Linked DNA regions of Danio rerio: region 2 is linked to region 1. The links are chromatin contacts, called in public HiCAR-type maps. All regions are on one chromosome and are shown on one strand. Each heading gives the region's core, a stretch centred on a gene start, on an enhancer-like site or on the middle of the called end of the contact. The rest is flanking DNA. Distances are from core to core; before and after follow the strand shown.

Region 1 (7,709 bases), core at 3,793-6,292:
AACATAATAACTCTGGGTTAAATAAATAATAAATCTTATTACAATGTCTGTTTAAGCCGAGTTTATTTGAGTATTAAAAACAGCATCTGTTTCTTAACACCAACCGGACCAGAGAGACTTCCTTTGAAAAGAAACCTCCAACTGAAACACTCCATTGGGACCTAAAGCTCCTCTAAACTGTAGTAATGTTTTACTTTCATTAAATGTATTTTCATGGTTTGTTCAGTCACTGACAGATGGGAAGGAATAGAAGTCCCTGTGACCGTCTCTCTTGAGAAAGTAAAAGCTTATGTATTTGTCCCAGTTATCTCAAGTTTCAAGCAGAAGCTTCCAACAAATCTCCAGACATCATTGAGTCTTCCATGATTTTTCTTTTTCTCAGCATATAATTCCTGGCTATTTTAAAGACTTGCATTTTGCCACAGCCATAGCACCCTGCAGCCCAAGACCAGTTACTCACTGAAGCTAAGCAGGGATAATTCTGGTCAGTACCTGGATAGGAGACCACATGGGAAACCCGATAGCTGTTGGAAGTGGTCTTAGTGAAGCCAGCAAGGGTCACTTAACCTGCAGTCCTAACCGCTATATAAATACACATTACATTGTTATCCCATTAGTATTTCAGTGTATTTGAAAGGATACTTATACTTAGCATTGCGCTGATTCTGAATTATGAAAACAAAAAGTAAAACCACAGGAATTACTGTAAAATATACTCCACACAAATGTATTACTTTTTAGACATTTTTATTTCCTATTTTAAATTAACAGTGTTTTCCTAGACAGGGGCATTAAAAATGATAACAGCTAATGTCAGTTCATCAGAACATTTAAAATGTTAATTCAAATATGAATTAAAATGAGTTATGATTGAGGTATTATGGTAAAATCATTCAAATGGTCTACATTTCACTTTTCTTTTCTCTTCTTTGCTCCAGATCCATGTCTCTCTTTCCTGCTGAAAATAATCATTTTTATTTTATTTTGTATATTTTACTAACTGCAGAGTAAACTATTAAAATATGCTATGTAATATTATTATATGTTAAGCATTTATAAATATTTATTTAACTTGTTCAGTTCCGTCAATTAATGAAATCATGAAATTTGTTGAGCTCACCTTTTAGACCAGAGGGTAACTGGCTGCAGTGGCAATGCCACACTGGTTGCTCTTGTTTCTCGACATCAAGATATAGCCCTTAACACCCCAATCCAGGCCCCAGCTAAATTCACAACAGTTTAACTGTTAGTTGACATGTTTTTGATTCCTCCAATCTTTCATTTAAAACATTAATGTATTGTCTTTTTATTTTACCTGTTCTTGACAATCCAATAGTCATCACCATTGCTACTTCCATAACCAACAGCCAGAACACCGTGATCTAATTCAGAGCTGCTGCAGTCAGGCTCATCATAGACACCTGTAAATATTCATATTAATCATCAACTTGTCAGTTAATTAGTTTGAATAAAAGTAATATAATATATAACTAAATATAATATATATAATTAAAATTTTATTTACTTCTAAATGTGTGGAAACACCCTTAGCCCTTGTGAACATCTATTGTTAGCCCTTGTAGTATTTCTCTCAGAAAGACTGGTTACCTGATGAATAGAGCTGAAAGCTGCTGTGTCCAGCATCTATGGCAACAGATATGGGGCCGATAGTGGCTACAGCCTCCTGCAGTGCACTTTCATCTCCACTGGCGATATCAACATACCCTGTGCATGAGGCACCTACAGTGCTTGGGTTGAAACGGCACTCACCATCCTGTGTGGAGAAAAATTCAAATGACTCAGATTGATTTAAGAAGCTCAGAGTATAGTTTGTTTCCATTTATATATTGGCATACTGTTTTTCAAAGCTGTCTTTATTTGATAGCACACAGATGAACAGTATGGAAGGCCATCGGGGTCAAAAGTCAAAACACACACACACACAGTTTAACAATTAAAACACATTAACATGAGACTTATTGGTTCATGATGGATATTTTAATAGTGTACGGGAATGTAGGCATACAAACATCAGAAGACATTTATTTAATAACTTCTGTATTAATTTATCAAAACCATATGGACTATGCTGTGTGGAAAATAAGGATTAGCGAAAATTACAAAAAAAATTTTTAAATAGGTATGCTTTTTTTTTTACACACACAAGGCATACTGCTTTTAAAAGTATTTTCAATTTTATAGCATACATATGAATGTGAGCACTTAACACAGGCACAACGATTTATGTTTGTGAAGATGCTTTTGGCCTCAATGACCTTCCATATACAGTATGCCATACATGACAAGCTGCACATTAAACACACTGTCCCTCTACCCTAAAATCTACTTTAATACTAAAGTCATTCTCCCAAACATTATTAGGGCTCACCTGGGCTTCATAGGGGTAGGAGTCCTCTGTATCCAGACCTTTATTGGCTTCGATGTACTGGAAGGCCTGATCCATAAGTCCTCCATCACAGCCATAGTTCCCATAAGAACCAGAGCAGTCCACCAGCTGCTGCTCACTTAAAGACACCAGTTTCCCTGTCTTCCTGAATGTCTGACCCTCCAGGGAACCAGTCTGAATAAAGGAAAATGAAGGACATTAAATGCTGAACTATATGTGCTGCATATACATTTGGCATCTAAGATCTGTTTGTAAAGAGAATTGTAGGTCTTACTGCACTGAAGGCCCAGCATGATCCACACTGTTTCTGATCTTTAATATCAGTCACATAGCCCTTGTCCCTCCAGTCCACTGTATCAGGCACCACAGCAGCCTTTCTCAGCCTGAAGAATGTAGATCCACCACGGGCCTTAGTGTTATTCATGGAGCCCAGACATCCACGAAACACCAGTTGTCTGTATTCCTCATTACTCTGAGAGAGGACATAGGGATGAATTATGATGAAATCTGAAGTTTTATAATGAATGTAATTATTAGATAATTTTAAACAAAACATATTATAGACTAACTCTGACGTTGATTATTTATATATTTATTATAATAAAAAATACACTACATGTTCCTACTAATAATGATAATCGATGTCACTAAAAAGACCTGTGTTTTGAGTTTGTTTTAATTTCCTACCATGTCAGCAAAGTATGTCATGCCAAGTCGGTAGGATTTCAAACCCTGATCTGCCATCATGTTGTGGACCAAAACCAGTTTGCGATTGGTCAGCCAGGTCAGCTGACGGTGTGACTCTTCCTCTGCAGATCTGTAGCTCTTTCCTAAAGCATAAGAGAACATTTTATGATGCATTATGATTTAACCAGTATTTACTTATATTCTCTGCAAAAGGTTTTGTTTGTTAAAATAGTTTTAACTGGCATTTATAAGAAAAAAATGAACAGCATAGTTCATCCAAAAATGAAAATCATTCATGATTTTCTCATCCTCCACTTCTGGTTTTAAACCTGTTTTAGTTTTTGCGATTTGTTTATGAATGACATTTGTTCGACACTCGACCTGAGGCACATTTATACATACTTTAAACAACCTGTTTGACTAGCGATATACCCGTAACCTCGGAAAGTCAATTCTTGTGCAAGTTTAGGAAACACTAGAATATAAACTTAACTAAAACTAAACTCAAAGAAATGAAAAGGACCACTGTGAAAAAGATGCAGTCAGCAAATTCAGACAAATCGGCATATTATCATCTCAAAAACAATGCAAGTATCAGATGTTTTGTTTCCAGTTAAGACTTAGTGAAACTTGTCCGTGCAGCAGTGTGTAACGGACTCCTCACTGACCAGTAAATGACTATACTGTAAAAAAAAAAATCTGTTAATTAGAATCTGTTATTTTTGTGATTTAAAGATTTTCTTTTCAGTTGTTTATTTAGGAATTGCATTATAGGACCTTGATCTCTGCTCTGTCGAATTTTGATGTTGAAAATTCAACATCAGTTTAACATCAGAGTTGCTTTTATTGACATATTAATAGTTTAAAACAATATCTGTAAAATATTATATATAAAACAATATATCGTAAAAGAATTTTGAAAGAATTTGTAATCCGAAAAAGTGGCAGTTTATTTATAGATTTTTGAACTGTAACAACAACCCAGACAATTTATTACTTCAAACTATTAAAATATCTAAAAGTGGGGACTTTTTCAAACTTTTTTACATTAAGTTCTTAAGTTTTTGGAGGAAAGAACAAGATGTTGTTACAGTGCAGGCATCTGACCAGAACAATGAAAGACAATCAAAGCACATCACACCAGTCCTCAGGTCTTTACACTGGCTTCTAATTAAAGTAGATTTTAAATGATTTTTAATTGTTTATAAATCAGTAAATGGCCTAGGACCTTAAAGCATTGCAGTTATGCCCACAGAGTATAAACATAACAGATCAATCTTATCAGTATGATTGAGTGAATAAAAAATTCCAAGAGCTCAGTCAAAGCATGCTGAACCTGCTTTCAGCTACTATGCCAACCGCAGCCTCCAGAAATGATCAGATGCTGATCTGATCACGCTATTCATACATCTCTCTTTTTAAACCTTTTAACCATTTCTTAATTACTTATTTTATTATTCCTTTAAAAAAAAAAATTATTTTAAGTACTTTGAATTAGACCTGCCATTGTCTATGAAACGTGTTATATAAAAAGCCCAAACTTGCCTTGCCTATTTTGAATTAGTTATTGCAGTCACTAAGGAGAACCTGCAATTTGCTACAGCTAAGAAAAAAAAGCTAGACTTACCAAACTTCAGTTTCCAGGCGTGAAACTCCATGTCCTCCAGAGAAAGACTGGCAGCACTGGCAACAGCCAGAAAAGCAGCAGCAACGACCAGAACCCTCATCCTGCACAGAGAAAAGAAATCAGACAAATGTGAGGTCGCATAGAGGTGCGTAAGATAAAACAGACTCAAGTGTCTGATGTCATCATTTCAGGTTTTCTGTCACGCACCCACACATTTGTCCTCAGTACAGTAACAGTATTTTTAGTTCCATAGGAGGCCTGAAATCTGGTTCAACCTGAGTTTGAATACTTACTTGTTGTGGTGCAAGATCTATAGATTTCCTTGTCACCTGTGTGTCAGCATTTGTCTGAATGAACATCCGGGTTTATATAGGAGTCTTTGGTGTCGGTGGTCAGGTGCCTCTCATAAAATCATAAACAGAAAAGCATTGCTGAGTGCAAAGATGAAAAAGGGAAATTGCGTAAGAGCAATATTGCGTGTGGTGTATATGGGTGTAATGCCGGGGAACACATTGAAGGGAAGTTTCCTGTAAATATCAGCCAGGTTCTTTTTTTAATCGTTGTGGTATAAAAGTTATGTTTAATTACATTGTTCCTTTATAAAAAAAAATGCATTAGTCATACCACTGAAAACACCTATGTCATACTTTTTTCTGTTGAGCTTGCATTTTTTACAAGGTTTCCAGGAACAACTTGCATGTGACTTTCCTTCAGAACTGGCATAGAAACACATCAAGAGTGACACACATCATAACCTGAAACCACGCCCACCAGGAGAAAAACAAGCCGACCATCTCTATTGACTTTGCATGGCAGGGAGCTGCCTCTGACTTTTAACAACAATAAAAACTGAACATTGTCTAAAAAATTGCTTTGTGACAAGATGTACAGTAAACAAGTTGAAAAATCAACAATTTAAAAAATTTCATTCTTTTGTTCATTCATTCATTTTCTTTTCGGCTTAGTCCCTTTATTAATCGTGGGTCACCACAGCGGAACTGCTTATCCAGCATATGTTTTACGCAGCAGATGCCCTTCCAGCTGCAACCTGTCACTGGGAAACACTCATACACTCTCATTAACACATGCACTATGGACAATTAAGCCTACCCAATTCATCTATATGGCATGTCTTTGGACTTATAGGGGAAACCATAGCATGCGGAGGTCACCATTCCTTTTGTTTTGCAGATTTATGCAACAAAGGCTCATTCTGAAAACGAAGCCCTATATAAATTTCTGGTATATAACTGGTAGATCGCAAACTATTTAGCCAGAGCTATGTGCATTTCATCTTTAAAACAAACCAGGGAGTATGATGCCGTTCCTTTTCTTGCTGACCGCTTACCTCCGTATGGACGGCTTTTCTGCTGTTGCCAGTTTGTCCGGGAGCTCAATATGTACGTCAGCGGACTTCAGATGCAGAGCAGAGTTGACTGTGACAACGGGTTTCGAGTCTGGTGCAGAATGGTTCCAGAAAGCATGTAAGACCAAAACAACAAAATAAAATAAACAAGTAAAACACAGGGTGAGAATGAGATAAAAATCAGGGAGCTTTTATTTTTCTGAATTGCTTTTTAAAAGTCAGTCGGTGCTTTTTAAAACACTATTGGTTGGATTTAGGGAAGAGGGAGGGTGGGGGTATCAGTCGGTTAGTCAGTCAGTCTGTTGACAGCAGTCTCTGGTGGATTTACATGAGAACAGCAGGCGTGAATGGCACTCGCAAGAGAATTTTGAGATCTAAAAAAGCGTATACAGCATCCTCTCTCCAGAAATATATAAGGGGTACGTAATCAGAATGAGCCTGGGTTGGACTTATGAGTGGTCGACTCTGATTGGCTTGTAAGATTTTAATGGACAGCACCTTGTCATAGACATAGAAACTAGTGTGCATGTTAGAAAACTAGCTGTTAAATTGTGTGGAGAAATGCTTCATATTTTGTGTGAGTATTATTAATTGACATAAATAATATATAAGTATTGGTGAGATAAATCGAGAACAAATTGTGGCATGCTCTACAGGGTAAAAAAAAAAAAGTTTATTGATTAGTGTTGTAGCACAATTATCTTGGGCTCTGGCGGAAGTAGATGCTTATAGTGTTCAGTGCCTCTCTTGAAAACTCATCCGAGCAAAGCCCAAATATTATTTAGGCTACATATTGAATAAAATATCTTTATTTATGCCACCAAAACAGCACTGAGTATGTTTAATGTAACATGCAATCAAATTCTGTTTTAGACATATCATGTGGTATCTGGTTTGAGGTTAGCATCTCGAGCTAAAGCACAAAATAATAATGGAAAGTTTCAACTCTGTTATTGTCAACTCTGTTAGTGGTTTAAAAAGATTAACAATAATACCCAAATTGTTTCTTAGCACATAAAAACATTTAGTATGTGTGTGTCTGTGTGTTTGCGTACATTGTTTAGTGTCAGCAGACGTATGGTCTATTTAGTTAGCATGTTGGTAGATGTAGGTAAGTTGAGACTGGATTTGTGCCCTCATGGCATTTGAGGTCTGGTTGAGGACATGAGCTGACTTACAACAAACGTTGCATGACACTGCAAGAATTTTGGATGTAGCCTATAGATGTAGTATATAAATATATACAGTAAATGAGTGATGTTTTGCATCTCCAAGATAAACCTTTTATTATTTTTCATAACACAAACTGAATGAAAAGGTTTTGAATTATTGACACAAATTACATCTGGTTATCTCTAAAAAATGTTTGTATGTGTATTTTGGGTGATTCATTGTTTTGAAATATTAACTTAGACTCGCACTACACCTGCATGTACTTTTGACTATCTCTGCCTTTTGACTCATCCAACTTTATTGTTCATTAAATAGTTAAGTGTAAATGTCCTATTTAGTGTGTGTGTGTGCGTGTGTGCGTGTGTGTGTGTGTGTGTGTGTGTGTGTGTGTGTGTGTGTGTGTGTGTGTGTGTGTGTGTGTGCGTGCGTGTGCATGCGTGTCTGCATGT
Region 2 (7,709 bases), core at 3,612-6,111, 510 kb before region 1:
AAGAAAATTAATAGCCAAACAAGATTTATGTTTTGTGATTGCATATAACATTTCCATTCATTTGGATTCCACGTTTCTAACATAATTGAACTAATAAAGTTGTGTGATTGATATTTCTTAGTTAAACAAAAATTAAACAAATAAGAACAAGATTTATGTAACAATATCAATAAATCCAAATGTTTTAAATGTTTCTTATAAATTCATCTTGTTTGGAGTATGGAGCTGAATTGAATATCAATTGAATATTTATTCCATATTCGGTTAAATCTAATATATTTCAATTATAATAAGTTTAGATGCATTTAAAAAACTCACAAATCAAATCAAAAGATCAAAAACAGTTAATAAAAAACTTTATTGTGATTTAAAAAAAAATTGTATTGATCACCCGCAATCGAATATCGAATATCGAATATTTATTGTCATCTGAACTACACGTCACTGAAATGAACCACACATCCCATCTTGTACCTCACACACACATCATTTCCTTCTCATGCTTGATTACACCTACACAGCTAGATACCCATCATGGACTGATTACCTGCTCTATATAATCACTTTCCATATATATACAGTACAAACACATACACAGTCTTCTTGTTGTTACACTATGAAGCATTTATGCTGTTAGTTGCCTGCATAATCTCTGACTATTCTTTTGAATTGCCTATATACTTACTGCTTGCTTCCGCTTGGACTGTTTATTTAGTTTATATCTACAAAGACGCTGCATTTGGATTCTCAACCCTGTTGCCAGTACCGTTTTTGTACAAGTATATATTAGATTTTAAAATGTGAATTTTCATACAATGAGTTAAATATAATTTGCGGTAAACATACCCTGACAACACTTGAATGTTTTGCTCCACAACATAAACTACACAGACTTCAAATACCTGCTTTCTAAAATATATGTTTTTGCTACGTGTCTTATTAAGATTGTACAGCATACTGCTAAAGGATTGTCAAGTTATGTTAATCATTATTATTTTTTCTAAATGAAAAAAAAAAAAATCCTGCTTATTTAAAAATTCCCATTTAAATATCCAAAGAAAACCCCTGCTGAATGACTCTTCTGGGTTCTGACTTTACATGAACCAAAATCTCTAAAGAAGATATCAAGAACCTTGTTGAGTCTATTCCAGTAGTTATGGAATTATCTCACAGCAATAGAAAAATAGAACTGATAGCCTGGGAAAAGTCGAATGACCGGAATTTTCTGATTAATTTACCCTCTTATAGTTGTATACACACACAACTGAATCATGGTCCTTTGAGATCTCAGACCTCAAGTCAGACCTGTAATCCCCAGAGGCAGGCAACTTGTGTTGTATTCTGATAAGCAAACATGAGAAGAATACAAATAAAAGCCAAAAAAGCGAGCCAACGAGACAGCTTCAATGATTGTGTCCAGCTAAAACCATACAGAGTAACCTCCACTAATATTTGAGCTTGTTTTCATGTTTTTGGATACGATCAGAGACTTTTTTTGAAAACCCTTTTAAATGATTACTGTGATGTTGGTAACATTGAATTGTAGTTTTGGGAAAATGTTTTGGCTTTAAGAGCAAACTAACTCCTGCTATTCTCCAGCACTGATTCTTGGGAAAGTTTTTAGCTCCTTCAATCATCCTCTTAACAGTGTGTTTGGATAGACACATTTCCACTTCAAAGTGGAATCTTAACCCTTCCAGATTACTGGAATTTCCTAATTACTGCCCTGGGATTATCAACATTTTCTTTTAGCCACTTTACATTTTATGAACAATATTTTACTGTAAAACACAGCGCTGTTCTTTAAGTCTTATCACCTCTGAATGACTTAGTGTGGTTGTTTTATCTCATATTTATACCTTGCAAAACCGGAGGTCAAGGTCAGCAATTTCCTGTTCCTATTTCAAAAAACAAATGTGCTAAATAGGACTTAAAGTGGTTCTTCTTTTGACTCAATATAACACCTATAAAAAAACTGTTAAGCACAGTAATGGTTCTTCTGTGTTTTGTTTTTAATTTTAGCTTGATTGAGGCCCTATATAGCACTGTCTTTAAAAGATATAGGTGTTACGATGAAGCACTTTTGAGCTGCACTACAGTGCAGGCCCGTGCAGAGACCGTTCAAAGGGCATGTGCAGGATAATTTTTTTTGAAGTGCGTGGGAGGCGGGGGGGTGGTGTTGTTGTTGCGCTGTTGTCGCGCTGTTGTCGCGCGCGTACTGAAGAGTGGTGTTGTCGCGCGCGTACTGTAACGCCCCATTCACACGGGGCTTCAGCGTCAATGCTTGACTGAAGGCGTGTCTGAAGTTGGGTCTGAAGCAATCGTCATAAAAGCATCAGCCAATGAAATTCAGTCAGCAATAGGCCACTGTCTGAGCTGGTGTATTTGCATACAGTGATCTGATTGGCTGACGCTTTCATCGGCGCTTGAAAAGTTGAGCTAGTCCCAACTTCTGCAGCGAGCTTCTGAAGCGGCGCCAATGGATCCACAATGCAGTTCGGCAACGCCTGACGTCACCCATTCAAAGTGAATGGGAAGCGTTGACGCTGACGCCCCATGTAAATAGGGCGTAACACCCTATTGAGCGCGCGTACTCAAGAGCGGTGTTGTCACGCGCCTACTGAAGGGCGGGACGGAGGGTGTGTCGCGTCGCGGGGGCACTTTTGATCATTTTGGAAGGGCACTTTATATCCAAGACTAAAAAGGGCATGTGCACTGCACAGGTTGAGCCCTATGTGTGCACGTGCCTACTACAGTGGATCAGCAATCAACATTGACATTTATACTTAACTGAACTGAATATCGACATTGACACTGATATTATACTAAACTGAACTGAATCAGTTTTAAAGAGCACCTATGATTAAACTTTCGGAAACTGTTTGGACAGAACTGTCTGTATGTATATGTGTCCACTGTCATATTGGAATAATTAATTAAAACAGGACCCCAATCCCAGTGATTTTGAGGCCCACCGCATTGTGACGCAGGAATGCGGTTTTCTCCAATAGTATTTGGATGCAGCCTTTATGATGCAAGCTGAGATTGCATTCCTCAGCGATGCAATGTCAGACACAATTTACTCAATAGAGTGCGTGACATCACTGTGAGGGGTAGGGTTAGGGGTGGGGTTAAGTGAGTGCATTAAAAATCATTGGATGCAGCTCAGATTGCACTGCAACAGGCCTGCATCCAGGTCTGCATGTGTGTGTGTGCTGCAAACGCAATTTGTGTGAGACTCATCATTTCAGATAGGCTTGAATAAACTCGCCAACAAATAAATCAAATTAACTTGGTATATATGACTAATAAACTGTATTTCAGCGTAATCAGTGTCTGTTTCTGTGCTATTTATCTGACGTAATGCATGATGAGAAGCAGGCATGGACATGGGAGAGGTGGGCAGGCAGAAGCAGTTCATTTTCATTTAAAGTCACAGGCTCCAAAAACAGTAACTGTATACTCAGACAGCAAAATGAGCAGATTCTGGAGGCTTTAATAAATAATCTGATGAGTATTTTGAGCTGAAACTTTACAGACACATTCTAGAGACACCAAAGGCTTATCCTACATCTTGTAAAAGGGGTAAAATGGGTGCGCTTTAATGTAGTTAGAAGTACACCAGCATTCTACCTCTAGTCTCCGCAATCGGGGCTGTTGTTATGGTTTTTATTCTCTTTCCGTCATCAATGTTAAGCTGCTTTGACACAATCTACATTGTAAAAAAGCACAATAGAAAAAAAATGAATTGAATTGAACTTAAAGTGTTTCCCCCATGATTATGATCCAAAGGTGGCTGAGAGAGCTGAAATACATGCAAATTAATAAAACACATGCAAATAAAAAACAGTAACAAATTGAACAAAAATTAATTCAGTTGCTTCCTGAAGAGTCAGCTGTATTGTCAGAATGATTTTTGACATTTATTTTAACAGCCTGATCAGACTGTTCCTTGTTTGTATTTTTGCAGCTATAGTAATCTGACCAAAAGTCAAATAGCAATGAAAGATTCCTCAAAAAATATATTTCTTATATAAATTCATAAGGGTGTCAATAATTATAAATTTTGCAAACATATTTGCTTTTAATAAGAATGTGCTACATTTGCAATGATTTCCTTGATAGTTATGATTTTTGTTTTAAAAAAAGTGTAAAGTTGCACTTATTTTCATTCATTTATTCATTTTCTTTTCGGCTTAGTCCCTTTATTAATCAGGGGTTGCTACAGCAGAATGAACCGCCAACTTATCCAGCATATGTTTACGCAGCGGATGCTCTTTCAGCTGCAACCCAACACTGGTAAACACCCATTCACACTCAGACACACACATATACTACAGACAACTTAGCTTATTCGATTCACCTATTGCACATGTCTTTGAACTGTGGGGGAAAGAGACACTGCAGCGACTTTCTTGCTGAGGCAATCATGCTACCCACTGCGCCACTATGACTCCCCCTGTCCCCTATTTTTTCTTAATAAAATATTACTTTTTTTGGAACCACTAATTGTTACATTTTGTTGTGACACATGGTTATTAAAATGTTGATAAAAAAGAAAAATATTTAAAAAGATGAAAATTATTATGTATTTTCATATACAATAAATATCACTATATTAAGAAGTGTCCAACAATAAAGATAAATCGTTCTTATGATATTTGTACATTATTATGAGTTTTTCTTTTTTTGCTATGGCACACCAAATGACACTTTCTCACACTTGTTATTTTATTTTATTGCTTATTTAGTTTAATTTCCTTGGCTACATCTAGAGAAAGAGAGAGAGAGAAAGAGAGAGAGAGAGAGAGAGAGAGAGAGAGAGAGAGAGAGAGCTGAAGGCGTGAAAGAAAGAGGTGTAACTGCGTTTCAGATACGACGAAGAGTTGAAAGTTTCTAAAAGAGCAGCGCGAGCAGCACCTTCACTCACTGGCATTTATAAGGTAGGTCAAAGGATAAATGCAACTTTATGCTCATTCTCAAATAAAAAAAGCTACTTACACCGTGTCTGTACTGTGGGCGATGAAGTGACAAAAACCGCTCGCTTCTTATGTGACATACTAACGTTAGATGCTATCTCTCACAGTATATAGGCTACTCGTGTTTACTTCTTGTCTCATCGTCTTGCTTAGTCAAAATTTTGTTCAGATATCATACGACTCAGAAAAAGCGAGTCGAACTGTCATAGTCCTACATGTATCTTTTTTTTATCTCAAGAGTTTGTTGGTGCTTCATTACAACTACAATACGTTAACGATCATTGTTCTGTTTTGCGTATTGCGAAACACGTTTATTGGTGTAAGACAACAAAATTCCCACAATGTAAACGAGGAACATGTAATGCCGGAAAAGCCCACTGTATGTTTCATAGGCAATAAAGATGCCTCGTGGGATGAAATACCTAAATGGAAAGCATGTCGTCAGAACAGTGCGGATGTTGCAATGCAAATAAGCAATAATGGCACATATGTGGTGCTGAAAACTATATTTTAGGGGAACCCGGAGCTAGGTGTAACAGGTGCTGTGTCTGTGAATTCTGTCCTGTTAACAAAATTAAAGTATAATAATATTTTTTTTGCTTAGTAAAAAGTTAATAAAACCACAAATAGCATTTCAGACAGAAAGTCTACTGTATAATGATGCCACGACGACGATGCTATATAAATTTTAAATATGCGACGTGTTTAAAAGTATATATGCAATATCAAGTTTTCCCCCATTCTACTCAGTAGTGTTTGGGTTCTCATAATACTTTTCGGTTGCTAAATAATTGATAAATAATGTCCAGTTAATATCATGGGTGGTGATAGAAACTAAAAAAAAATTAAAGTCAAGAATTTGCTGTCTGTATGTGTATTAAAAGAATAAGAAACACATGCACAAATAAATGAATGCAACTAGAAAATCTGTTTCAAGAATTTTGCATAAGAAGTGTGATGGTAATCTGACATAAGTCCTTTGAAACTACTGTTGTAGCATAGGGTCGTGGTTTACATAAAATGCAGCTTCACTGATTCACTTCCTGCTTATAGGAGATTGCAGATAAATATGCAATGATACAAAAACCCAAATGCTGTAGCTTTCAGTAAATGTAACGATAAGAAAAAAGAATGCATATCTGTTCTCGCTGTGCGCCAGAGAAAACAGATGTTGCTTTTCTCCCACATTTCATGAAAGTGACGTGTGATTTTTTTTTCATCTATCTCTGTGTAATGTGAAGTCAATTGCACTTATAGTATAGTAAAAGTATAGGAAGCATACAGTGCATGTCATGTAAATATCATCATTGGTAATGTTTTTACTGTTTAATCTCTCAGTGTAAATGCTTGTTTAAGTGGGTAAAAACACATGTGATTGGTTGTAAATTCTGTAATTAATTAACAGTATTTTGCAGCATCTCACACATTATGAAAACGAGGTTGAGGAAATAAGTTTAACTTGCAGGAAATACATCTCTAGACTGTGTGTTTATGCTATTGTTCAATGCAAACATGAACTGCAAATACCCCTCAAACATTTCATCTAAACAGAAAGAGTCCATATTATGGTTCTGTGACACTATGAAAACATTTACTGCTTTTAAAAGTGTTTATACTTTTAAAATGGTACCTGGCCTGCCAAATGATAACTGGCCCTGCAGGCAGAGGACATCAACATGACGGCATATTGACCTTGTACCCTAATGTCATAGGGATGTTAGATTTTTTTTTGGAAATCGAGTTGACGTCAGAATCCAACGTCAGGCCGACGTCAATGTCCAATGTCTAACCTGAAATCAACCAAATATCAATATCTTATCATGTTACATTTTGACATTGTGTGGACGTTACCACCATGACATCTATCAGACATTGGATTTTGGTCACTTTCCAACACAACCTAAAATCAACCAAATATCAACGTAACGCCATTATTGGACGTCAAAATAAAAAATGTCCTTACACTGGCTACACATTGAATTTTGCAATCTGTGTCATAGCTTCTTACTGCTAAAATTAAGTGAGTGTTAGTTAAAACAGGAATTGATACACAAATGGAACACAAATAAAAAAAAATGACATTTTATTTCTGTTAGCAAGTTGAACTCAAATAAGGGAGATATAGCTTATAAAAATACAGAACACTTATGACAGAACATGGCTGAAACAACTTCGAAATTGTACTTTGCTGTTGCTTGCTGCTAGATTATGTCACTGGCAATACTTTCAGTGGACTAATTAGCAAAACACTCATTACTCAATTGGCTAGTAAGACTATCACACAGATGGCAGTCATGCATTTGCTCTGGGCAGGGGAAATAAATAATACAAATATATTTCATGTCTCAGCCTCTTGAGATTATCTAATCGCAATGTTTCAAATCCCGTTTGTGATTTCGATTAATTGCACAGCCCTAACCTGACGTCATGACCTAAATCTAACTTAATATTACAGCATCTTATGATGTTGTGTGCCTGCTGGTTGATGACATTAAATATGGCATTTTTATTAAAGAAAGAATTAATTTCATTAATACATTACAAGTTTAAATTGTAAGTAAATACAAAAATATATCTAAAAAACAAAATTATAAATTTTCATTATAAATTAACAGTAAAACTTATGCCACCTAATCTTACTACAGTAACTTAACACTAAATACCAGTTACCATACTAATCTAACTCAGACTCAAATAACAGCAAACAGTAATCTAAGTATACTACAAAAA

Evidence for each region. HiCAR-type assays count read pairs that join an accessible place to other places.
Region 2: a contact with region 1 is called in a HiCAR-type map of caudal fin, with 8 times the contacts expected there. The contact joins the promoter of ptafr here to the promoter of ctsl.1 in region 1. A contact is called at or near these places in 4 of 18 Hi-C or Micro-C datasets (embryo, fibroblasts, hematopoietic stem cells and 1 more) and 1 of 4 datasets of contacts at active chromatin or transcription factors (caudal fin).

The regions. Positions count from the first base shown.
Region 1 is chr17:28,945,525-28,953,233 of GRCz12tu, reverse strand. ctsl.1 (cathepsin L.1) reads right to left here and starts at 5,042. Exons shown (of 9, transcript NM_001002368.1): 1 at 5,015-5,042; 2 at 4,722-4,822; 3 at 3,095-3,237; 4 at 2,682-2,879; 5 at 2,390-2,581; 6 at 1,609-1,774; 7 at 1,316-1,421; 8 at 1,121-1,223; 9 at 742-958. The coding sequence starts at 4,821. The coding sequence ends at 1,124.
Region 2 is chr17:29,456,096-29,463,804 of GRCz12tu, reverse strand. ptafr (platelet-activating factor receptor) reads left to right here and starts at 4,861. Exons shown (of 2, transcript XM_001342336.7): 1 at 4,861-4,943. All of the region lies in intron 3 of LOC141378579, which reads right to left.